Regions from separate parts of the Zea mays genome. Here region 2 is linked to region 1. The links are chromatin contacts, called in public Hi-C maps. All regions are on one chromosome and are shown on one strand. Each heading gives the region's core, a stretch centred on a gene start, on an enhancer-like site or on the middle of the called end of the contact. The rest is flanking DNA. Distances are from core to core; before and after follow the strand shown.

What was found. A called contact is a pair of places that touch in the nucleus more often than the background predicts.
Region 2: a contact with region 1 is called in a Hi-C map of leaf, with 3 times the contacts expected there. The contact joins the promoter of LOC100382201 here to the promoter of LOC103648021 in region 1. A contact is called at or near these places in 4 of 25 Hi-C or Micro-C datasets (bundle sheath, ear and leaf).

The regions. Positions count from the first base shown.
Region 1 is chr2:229,561,649-229,567,524 of Zm-B73-REFERENCE-NAM-5.0, forward strand. LOC103648021 reads left to right here and starts at 3,275. Exons shown (of 4, transcript XM_008672521.4): 1 at 3,275-3,614.
Region 2 is chr2:229,708,626-229,714,501 of Zm-B73-REFERENCE-NAM-5.0, forward strand. LOC100382201 (CASP-like protein 1U2) reads right to left here and starts at 3,481. Exons shown (of 3, transcript NM_001174960.1): 1 at 3,424-3,481; 2 at 3,090-3,308; 3 at 2,429-2,943. The coding sequence starts at 3,289. The coding sequence ends at 2,574. LOC100191964 (cytokinin-O-glucosyltransferase 1) reads right to left here and starts at 10. Exons shown (of 1, transcript NM_001137388.1): 1 at 1-10.

The DNA of each region.
Region 1 (5,876 bases), core at 2,025-4,524:
TGTACTTTGATGATTATACTGTTTAATACTCTTAAATCTGGATGATGTAATAAAGTTATTATACTTTCATTTACGTCTTTATTGCATTGTCTTTTTGATATATTACACTTGTGACGTTAACCTATGTCTGAAAAATGAATAATAACACATATATGTTATGTATTTATTTTTGTCTCCTAAAACTGGGTGTGACACGTGAGCTCGGCGTCGTCCTCGCAGTCGAGAAACAAGACGTGGTCTTGGGGGATGGAGAACACTCTCTATGGGTTGGGCTTCTCTTCCCCGATCCCGTCTCCATTCGACGACAGTGGAACCTCGTGGTCGTTTAGCTTCGGACGATCCTTCTGCCAACACAAGAAAATTAAAATGCAAAAGACATTGACATATATATTTGGGCGTTTCTGTACGCAAGATCGACGGCAAAGCTCATCTATATATACCATGGTTTCTTCCGCCGTGTGGTCCTCATCTGCTGCAGGCTGCTGCAGATCAGCATCTGCCAGAGGCTGATCAACATGGGCATCTTTCATTGTGACGGTCAGTTCAGAGTTCTCGGTGCCGTCTGGGCTCCTAGCTTTGGTGAAACTCATCTTGAAGTTCGTCGGATCCTTAGACAGCAAACTAGCCAAGTCACTCACGACGTCGTGATTGCGATTCCCGTAAACCTCTGCATGCATCCAAGGATCTAGAATATTACTCTGCTCTCGTCTAGGGTCAAAAGAAACATGTTGAGTTTGGGATAAAAACGGCTACGCGAACTCTTAGAAAAAAATCCAATATTTTAAAATAGATATAAACGGGATTTGATGTTATTTTTTTCTTATGTTATCAATCACATTATTACATATAAAAACAAAATTTTGTATAAATTAATTTATACGTTGTTTGCTCCCTACAACAAAAAAAATTGAAAAAGTATTCATATCCATATCTGAATGATACCAAATTTTATATTTATTATTTAAAAATATATAAAATAAATTTAAGGTTTATGTTTTATAAATATGTACAAGCTCAATACTAGAAACAAAAATATCAATTTGTATAGCAGATTCTATATCATATTTATTCACTATAAAAAATTTAAAACATTAATATCAGAATATGTACACGTTTTTCATCCCTCCAACAATCAATACATATACTAAAAAAAATCTCAAGAATATGTTACATACGCTTGATTTCCTCCATCCGCAACAGTTTCGACTCCGTCTCCTCGACATCGAGGCGCAGGGCGATGTTCGTCAAGTCGCGGTCGGCGGAGAGGAGCACCCCGACTTGGACTAGCAGTACGACGGCGACCACGGCTCGCCGTCTCCTCGCCGGCATGTTGGGCAAGTGGCTGCCGTACAGGAAGTAGACGACGGCAGCGGCGATTGCCGAGACAATAAGGCCGGCATCAATCAATCTGGTACCGTACTCCATATATGAGCTTGACCTACAGCTAACAGATGAACTCTAACCTAAGTTGAATATAACGCGGCGAATCCTGGCGAAAGTTCACTTTTTTAGAGGGCGACGCCCTAGCTTGAAGGATGATTATATTGACATCTACGACGCAGCTGCGGCCGCGCGGGGCGGTTACGTGATCGACTCCAACTACCACTCCTATATATTCTCTGGGAGTTTAATTGGAAGTATATCTTCTATTAACTCTTTCTTTGCACTTTCATAAAATAAAGATATTACGTCGTATAGAATATTGGTCAGAACTACTATAATAGCGTTAGCAATCATTAAAAATAGTAATCTCACGAGGGTTTCAATATTTGAATTGATTTTTTTTACAAAATAATCTTAAAGGACTGGCAAATTATATATGCAGTTATGGTTCCACATATGTGTCAAATATTAAGTTAAAATTTATAAATATATCTAAAGTGATAATCTACATAAATTATATGTTATGGCTACTAATATAATTTTAAACAATTGAATTGTTAGTATCTCTTTATAAGAGCAACTCCAACAGTCCCGGTAAACGACTCGTGCTCTATAAAAAAAACTCTGTGTAAAAAAATGTCGCCCCACTTGTGTTTTCATTGACGTTTGGTAACCGAAACTTTCAGTGGAAATTTGAACATACCGCCGATTTTTAGCTCTTTTCTACTAGTGCCAAACAGCTTCCAAGTTCCAAAAGCCTCTTCTTCAACCTCGCTATTGCTTCTCGCTCGCCATCGCCTTCCCATCACTGGCCATCTTTGGCTAGCCTTCAGGACTCACCATCTTTGGCCGGCGCGCTTTGCCGCCCTCCTGCTCCCTCCCGCGTTGGTTCCCGTGGCTCCACTACCCGCACGACCTCCCCACCGCCAAGCACTCGCGCAACACATACCTCCCTCTCCCTTCGATCACCGGTGACCACTTCTCTGGCAGCCACGACCGTCCCTACCCTCGCGGCAGCTCGACTAGGGCCACTTTCGACCTCGCCGTCACCCATCTCTCTGCCACGCTCACCCTCGCAGGACCCGTGCCCGCCGAGGCTGGTGCATTGGCGCTCGCCCCACTCCGTGTCTTTTGACCTCGACGACTGCTACTACTCCACTGCCCACTTCCACTGTGGAGCTCTGCATGGTCGACTTCGACTCTTATGATGAGGAAGACGACTTCGGTATCGTCGTCCTCTCCGACATCGTGCTCCGCCTCCACCTGGCACCGACTTCAGTCCCAGTCCCATCGTCCTCCTCGCAAAATGAAGAAGTCTGTGAAGAAGAAAATGAACAGCAAAATTAGAGTCTCTTATCTCTGTACTAATCTCTAGGCCGAGATTCTCTTTAAGGGGGTAGGATTTGTAAACCCTTAAAATAAGGTTTGAAGAAGTTTATGTGGTTCCCAAGATTGAAAGGTTATTTAAATTTTGGTTGTGTGAATTATGCATTTGATATTAAATTCTCAAAATAAATAAATAAAATGAACTTTGCATTTCATACTGGTATTTTATTTGGTTGTTTCATACTGACTTGTATTCATATTGATTCTTGAACTTAAATTTGAATTTGAGTAAGAAATTAGAAAATAGCAAAGGAAAACAGAAAAAAATGAAAAGAAAAGGAATGCAACCGTTCTAGGCTGAAACCTCCTCACTCAGCCGACCTATCCCTTCCCTTATACAACACCCATGTGGGCCGCTCGCCCGTTCGACCCACTAACGCCCTTGTAGGCCGGCCCAACTCACTCTCACCCGCCGGCCCAACTTTGCTCCTTTCTTTTTCTTTTTCCGCCACCTCAATGAGTCAATGATCTCAGGGACCCGCGTGTCATCTCTCGCTTCTCGCCTGAAAACAAAATCTCCAACAGAATACTGTTGCGCTCGATTTGGACGGGATCCGATCACCCGGGGCTTCACCTCCACCCTATATAACTCGAGCCTGCGCCTCCTCTCGAGCCATCTAAACGCAGAGAGCATCTCTTCCGAATGCCTCACCACGGTCAGAGAGGGCGGAGAGAGAAGAAGTCGCCGCCACCGTCAAAAGCCGGAGTTCTCCTGGGTCGCTAGGAACCTGTACGCGAAGGAATCAGGCGCGGTGAAGACTTTGTACCCAGGGTATTGCTCAACGGAGCAGGATCTCCGCCCCGGTGCCGCGATTCGCCGTGAATCGAAGCCTCCGCGCCATCAGGTACTCCCCTGGCCTTCGCTACCATCTTCCCCCTCCCTGCGTAGCAGTTCGTGGTGTCCATCTTAGAGCAGTAGGGCATGGGTAATCGCTCACCGGAATACGGAAGCCGCCGCAGAGGCGCCATCGACGTGGCCAGCCTCGGCCTCCACTTCGTTGTCGGCATGGATGCGTTCTTCTATTTTGCCCTGTCCACCGCTTCATATAATGCTCGTCGGTATAGGAATGTTCGACCACAAGGGCGGCACTGCGGTGATTTCCTGCCGGCGCATGACCGTCGCGACAATGGGCAGCGCCGCCGTCAGTGCGGAATCGGGCAGAGTGGAGGAGTCCCAGGCTGTTCCATTTAGGCAATGTTAGTTGTGTGCTAATTTATAGGGATTGAGCGAGATTAAATTCAGTACAAGTCAAATTTCTCTAGATCCCTTCTAATTCTCATCAATCTCTATGATTTTAGAATCAAACGGAACGTTTCAGATTAGATGAGAGGTAATGGTTTGACAGGGGCGATGTGTGTGGTTCGATCATGGATGTGCGATCACGATCGTGGCAATGACATGGATGTCTCTGGTCTGTTGATCTGGAATCCAACGGTGGAGTGTGCTACCGGTTCGGTCTCTAATCTGAGTCGTGGTTCGGTGGCTGCATGGCTCTAGATCCGCTCAGGGTTATAACAGTAGACTATAACTACGAAAGCGTCCCTGAGTTTTTACATAATAGACCCATCGATTATTCGTGTGCAAATAAATTGCAGATGGATCCTTGGTATTTTCAAAATAAACCCTAGAAGTTATTTTAGGTATAGAATTAATATAAAAATGCGTAAAAACTTGCATAAATCATATCTTGCTCATTTTAACTCTGTTTTATTTCGTTCAAGTTGCGTTAAGTTCGTAATAATATTGCCTAAACTTTAGTTACATTATTTTTATCACGCAACATGTTTTCAAAAATAAGTAACTATACTTGTTTAACCTAAGTTTATGGGATTCACTTTTCTAATCTAAGTATAGTATTTTAATTTGACCCATCTATAATTTGACTAAAATAAGATTTCTAATCAAGATAAAACTTGAATTAAAAGTTAAATTTGTTATTTATTTAGAATATCTTTTCTACACATAATTTGTATTAATCAAAATAACATAGTTCAATACTTAATCACATAAAACTTCCAAAAACCATATCATTTTAACTATAACTTCGATTTTAGTTGTTCTCGAATCTATGATCTCGTAGCGACGTGTAAAATAATAATGTGTGAATTGTTTTCATCTTTGGTGTAATGTTACCATATCCATTATTTGCTTGATTGTATGTATTGTTGCGCATAGAAGCGAGATGGCGAGGAATCTGTCACACTTGAATTTAAGGGGCAAATCCAAGTGTGTCTCATATGTGCACAATTGATCTTATTAACGAACTGGTATGTTCTATAGGATCTTGGATTAACGATCAACGTCTGAGATTTTAAGTCGCTTCGATGAGCAATTAGTGCAATTCCATGGATGCTCCCGGTTAGTCGACTCATGCCTAGGTTCTATATGCACCAGTGATCGCCCCGAACCCAACCACGGGGTCACATCGATGGGGATTGCGCGGATCGACGAGTGACCGCTTACACACCCTTGTCTCCCTTTCTCGATTCTCGGTGGTTGGTTATCTCTGTACCTAGCTAGGGTTTGTTGGACAACGGGGGTGTCCTAACTTATACCCTAGAGCAAACGAGATGGGAATCAGAATCGGATTTCACACCTCGGTTGTTGCTCGCGAGTTGGGAGATGACCCTGTCCGGCGGTGTGGGGGATGGATATCTACAGAGTCCACACGCGCATGAAAACACGTCTAGGGCCACCTAGCAGGCATCCCCTGGGGCATCTTGTGGTGGGCCGTCCGAAAGTAACCAGGTGAAGCAAGCCCATTCTGAACTAGTAAAGGCCAATGTCCGAGTTAGGTGCCACGAGAGCACGTGTATGTCAGGCATGACGTTTGCGCCCACCCGACATGCTAAGTCTCCGGCGGTAACTTGGGCGGATGAGCGTAGTGAGTTCCTAAGATGTAGGAGGACAATTCGCTACAAATCGGGAGATTGGCGAACATATTACGTTTACCACTTGTGCGGGGATAGCTATCCTTGGCCGTGTATATATGGCCAAAAAGCACCCCTACCATTTCATCTTGCCTCATCCCACCGTTCTCATAGTTCACAGCTTGTAATCTCATCACAATACCAAGGTCCCCGCAGGACGTAGGGTGTTACGCCTC
Region 2 (5,876 bases), core at 2,231-4,730, 150 kb after region 1:
TAAACTGTTCGGGTAGTAGATCTATCTCTAATGAGTAACACTACACGCACAGAAGGCGAGATATAGATGGAAGGTCGATGAGGACGTGTAAGGTGAGAAGCATCCAGGCGTGCGCAGCCATGGACTTCTATCTTGGACACGAATATAAGACGTAACGTATAGGGCAAGTGTGCTCAGGATCGTCGGCCCTCGGCCGCACATCCGACGCACAAACATCACTACTATACCCATGGACTACGAACTTCTATCCACTAAGTCTAGGTGCGTTCAACTTTTTATAGAAGGTTTCGGTTATCACACACAAGTAATAATAAATTGATGAGTGATAATAAATTAGTGGATTCGACTAGGCAACTGCCAATGAAAATCGGTTATTTTCACTGTTGTTTGGTGTAAAAAACCACTAATAATAATCTCTTTTTCGCTGGTGATTTATTTACACTGACCGCAAAGCTAACTAATTGTGACATTTGTAGTATAAATACCTCTTCATTAGGTGATTTTAGAGGTTCAGATTTCACAAAATACAAGGGAAGGTTTTGATCTTCATTTTGGAAGAAAGTTGCTAAAAAGGTTGGTTTATGTGTGTTCTCTTGCTAATTTTTTTTCATTCTTGCTCCATTTTAGCCACATTTTAGATTTAGGGTTTAACCATGTGAGAGCGAAGAGTATAGCTAGGTTATTTTCTCTATTTTCTAAAATAAGATTATTTAAAATGGTTAGATTTTTTATTAGTTGCTATGAAAGGTTGGTTTAATTATGTTTCAGTTGCCAAATTTTGTTCATTGTTGCTCAATTTTAGCCATATTTTAGAACTAGGCTTCACCATGTGTTAGAGAGAAGAGTATAAATAGGTTTTTTTATCTATTTATTTAAATGAGGTTGCCTAAGATGGTTAGATATTGTCTGTCCTCTCTCTCATTTTCATGATTAGTTCTCTATTCACTTTATCCAATATATATTTCTTTGTTTAATGAATGGTGCATGTGTTTATATGGAGAGAGAGGGGAAGATAGGTTTGGGTATTAAGATTTTTTGTTTATTAGTTGCTCGGAAAGTTTGGTTTCTATTTCTCTTGCCAATTTGTGTTCATTCTTTCTCAATTTTAGCCAGATTTTGGATCTAGGGTTTCACCATGTGTTAGAGATAAAGTAGTTAGGTTACCTAATCCAACCGACGTAAGGGGCCGGACGAGTCTTGTGGTGGGCTCTACGTGACTCCAGACTGTCCGACGTATGGGGCCGGACGGTCCGAAGGAGGGCGAGATGGTCCGAGATCGTGCGCGGATTGTCCGGCCGTGCTTAGAGCTGATCCGCCGTATAGAGAAGATGACGACAGCAGTTGTCCCAGATACGAGTTCATCGGGATACCATAATATGGCTGGGACTAAAAAACTATTTGTTGCTGATGTTTTTGGTGCGGTTGTTTCGGTGCCCAATTTAGGTGACAAAATCAGGCGTACACCTCATTTTCTCTATATACTTATTCATACTTTTAATTTGATCGTCACATACAGACCTTTTAGGAGATTGAACAACATCGGATGTCACGGTGTAACTTATAGTGAGGCGTTGCATGAAGTCCCCAGCGGAGTCTCCAATCTGGTCATCAATCAATAGGCTTGTACCGCCTGAAGGTGCCCTCTTCGGGAGTGCGGATGGTCCGCAGCACAGGGCCGAATGGTCCATAACCTCGCTGCAGGAGCAACTCCTTCCCTGTGTTGCTCCGGATGGTTCACACTCTAGATCGGATGGTCAGCGATGGCATAGGGTCATCTTCCTCCTCGCAGGAACCTAGATCTCGCTCCTTAGGAGAGAGATCCTAGGGTGCTCCGAGTCGGCAGGCCACCCGAGCATCCCGAGACTACGTACAGTCGCTTATCTGATTAAGAAATCAGATCGAGGAAGAGATCGCCCTCATAGTAGATGACCAAGCTTGTTAGGGTGATTTCCAAGGGTTGTCTTGGGGTCAGCAGGCCATCCAAGACGGATCTAGACGACGTAGAGTCGAATAGGGGTGGAGCCGTGGAGGTGGGTATGCGGAAAACTACGACTACAACTACGTTACATCTATTCATAGGACATGAATGATAAAAAAAGTAATAGATTGGTTCGATTAAATTGTGTTCGGGATTCTCAATCGGCCGTACCCCTTCATATATAGGGAAGAGGTCTGATCCCATTCCTAGGCGATAGCCAACATATTCTATGTGATTAGATGATAACCACGCACGAGATAAAGATAATCGTCCGAGTCAATCTGATCGCGGGGGTGTGAACCGTCCGATCCTATGAGATAAAGATAATCATATGAGTCAATCTGATCGCGGGGGTGCGAATCGTCTGAACCATAGGACCAGACGGTCCGCAAATTTTGGTGTTCAACACATTCATTTTTGTTCCAAAAAATTGAACTGGAGCAGCCAGATGGAAATCAAATATATGATTTGTGCTGAAATTTTTTCGAAGGATAGCTTATCGTAGTGGCATTCAGTTGACATAAATTGGAATTTCGCTGGCAGAAAGCCTTCACACTCACAGTACTCAACATCACCTGACAAATAATAACCAAGATCAGTAGTAGTCGCCTGATTCCGACGAGAGGGGCCACACGGAGAAGGGCAGCGGCACGTCCTTAGCGACGGCGGCGGACACAGCGGAGATGCTCGCGGCGATCGACAGGAGCTCGGACCTGCGCACCTGCTCGCGGAATCGGCCACCACCTGCGACGGTGCACGCGTCGATCTCGGGGCCGTAGGCGATGACCGCCGCGACCACCGCGCCCGTCGCCGCGTTGACCAGCGCGAGCACCACGACGTCGAGGACAACCAGGATGATCCGGGGAAGCTTGGGCGCCTCGTCGCCGTCGTCGCCCTTCACGACCTGTAGGTAGATGGCTGCTGCCTCCAGCACCGCCGCCGCGATGTTCAAAACTACCAGGAAACTGCAGCGACGTGTGTAGAGTAGAGCATATACTATCAGAAGTTAGAATAATTGATGATGCAACGACGATGACGTACGTAAGATCATATCTATCTAGTTATCTAATCATGCTCTGCTTACGAAGAAATTAAAAGAAAATATACTTACACGAAGGGCCGGTAGTTCTTGAACATGATAGTGACCTTGGCGGCGCCGCCGTGGCCGTAGATGGTGCAGTCGCTGGTGGCGGTGGCCATGACGACCGCCGAGATGAGCGACAGAACCAGCGTGGACAGCCTGAGCAGCAGCGTCACCGCCTTGGAACCGTTTGGCTTCTCGGACATCACATGGCAGCTGGATGAGTACATGGCTAAGCACGCTCTGCTTCTGCTACACAGATTATTTTCACGAAATTCAAGTTAGACTTAACTTGTATATGTAGTGGCCATTTTTTTTAACCATGTCTACCCAAAGGTCTCTACAAAACGATGAGTACACGTACCTTTCCTGGCTAAGCAGTTAGGACTGGCTCTGCTTCTGCACTTTGTGCTCCTGCTACTGATGCCAAGAGTTGTTAGCTTCAAGCACCTATTTATATGTTTATTTATACAACTATTATGCCGAGATCACGAACACCTACAGCGATGACGTCTTTAATTGATGAGCCCCAGCTGATAGGGGTGGGTCACACCACGGTTAGCGACGACGTCTTCGATTGTTGTGCCCGGCGCGGTCGTCGTCGCTAGGGGCGCCATGGTCAGGGAAAACATACTGAGGTCGTCGCGGCAGCGACGTCGTCGACTGAGGGGCCGACGACGGCGTCGTTGTGAGGGGCCATTGGCGGCATGGTTTTCCACGCAGCGCATGCAGGTCAGTCATCACGGGCGGGGCAAGCTTCTCTACTGCTGCATACGCTGACCCTGCTGACTGCTGTACTGCGTAAGAAATATATATGTGTTTTTTATCTATGGCTATACAAGGACAATAAGAAAGGTAACCCGTACTCGAACGCGCGGGCTACGAAAGAGATACAAGGCTGTCACCACTTGCTGTCTACCCTTACACTTCATGATGTACGAGTACGAGGCAAAGAAAGGTAACCCACAGCCTAGACACCATGCATATACGCTAGCTATTGATTACTACTCTAATCTTATTCTTAAAATTAGATTACCAATTAAGAACGATGAACCCTTAAGCAAAAATAATAGAACAATACCTACACTTAACCTACTATATTGATCTAAGTGTCCTAGGTGTGGACTTGGAATCAGGTCACATCCGTTGAGGTGGTACGGATGGCAATGGATCGGGTTCGGATTTGGGTGGAGCAAAAACCTACCCACGATCGTATCCATGAAGTCTAACGTAACTAAACTCGCTTGTGATCGCTCTAGCGGATGCAATTCCAAACCCACTCCCGAACCTGTCGGGTTTCAAGTCACCCGTGGATTTTTATTTAGTGTACACTTTTAAAAAAATAATTTAGTTATAAGCAATTTAGTACCAACAATAATTAAGTTATATATATATACACACACAATTTTAAGCATTATCACGTTGAGCAACAACAATATATTTCATGAATCATTGGACAAGTCATTACTATTGTATTTTAATCATTTTTACGCAAAATAAAGAACCAACTAAATTCGGGTCGGGTGCGTGTCACCAAGGTTGGAATAGAAACTCGCACCCACACCCGCAAAACTTCGAGTCAGGTGTGACGCAACCGTGGTAAAAATCTTCACTCGTATCCGTCGGGTTTTAGATTTGCAGGTTAAATTGGTATCCCTACAAGGCAAGCTAGATGGTTGCCGATAGACCCCACATTTATGCCAAACTCTCTCCCCCCTCTGTTTTTATTCTACACTATGTTTTACAAAAATGTTTCAAAAGCACATAATAGTCGGGTATAGACAAGTCTGGTTGAGAATTAATCAATGTGGAAAACCTAGCCTTGATTCCTCGATAACAGTGACAAAAAGAAATGAAATTAAGATAACACAAGTAAAGAAGATATACGAGGACAAGCTAAGTCCAAAGATAAAAACAACAATGATTCCTCGATAACAGTGCCAAAAAGCTTATTAATTGGGTATCTTAATGACCCACACAGACATCCACAAGCGTATGGACAGAGTTGTTGCTTTCACCTAGGAGTATTCTAAGGTTTTAACAAATTTATATGGAATGTATGTGTTTCAACATGGGTTGTAAGTTGTAACAACATCTAAGGACAAGATAGATTGATGTAGGAGAGAGGATAACTATGGTACACACTACCAGACACAACTGCTTTGCCGAGTGTTTCAGGCACTCGGTAAAGCCTAGAAAACACTCGGCAAACTCTTTATCGAGTGTGACTCTTGTCGGTGAACTGTACATTGACAAGGACTTCTTTGTCAAGTACTTTTCGTCTGGCACTCGGCAAAGACTTTACCGAGTGTCACCTGGTACTCGGCAAAGAAAAGCCGCCGTCACGACGCCAAGGGACGGTGACAGAGCCTTTGTCGAGTGTCCGACCTGACACTCCGCAAAGGATCCCTCTTTGTCGAGTGCCTTCTGGACCTGACACTCGGCATATAAGGCTCCAGGAGCCCCTTTGCCAGCCCCTTTGTCGAGTGCTCTAGGAGGCACTCGGTAAAGGCCCCCTCTTTGCTGAGTGCGTGTTGAACTAGCGCTCGGCAAAAAGGCTCTAGTGGGTCCCTTTGCCACAGTCCACATGGAATCATAAAACTTCTTTGGAAACCTGCTAGGTTTCTACACATAGTGTGTGACAACTTACACGAAACAACGTCAAAATTTTATCGGTCTCTACATATGATATCATGACATCTTGACAAGTTACACGATTTTCTGACTTTTTTTGTGTTTTATAAAAATTTAAGCACAACTGGATAGCAAGTTCGCGATCATGTTTTGTGAGCATGGTGCTCGAAAATTCTGGTATGT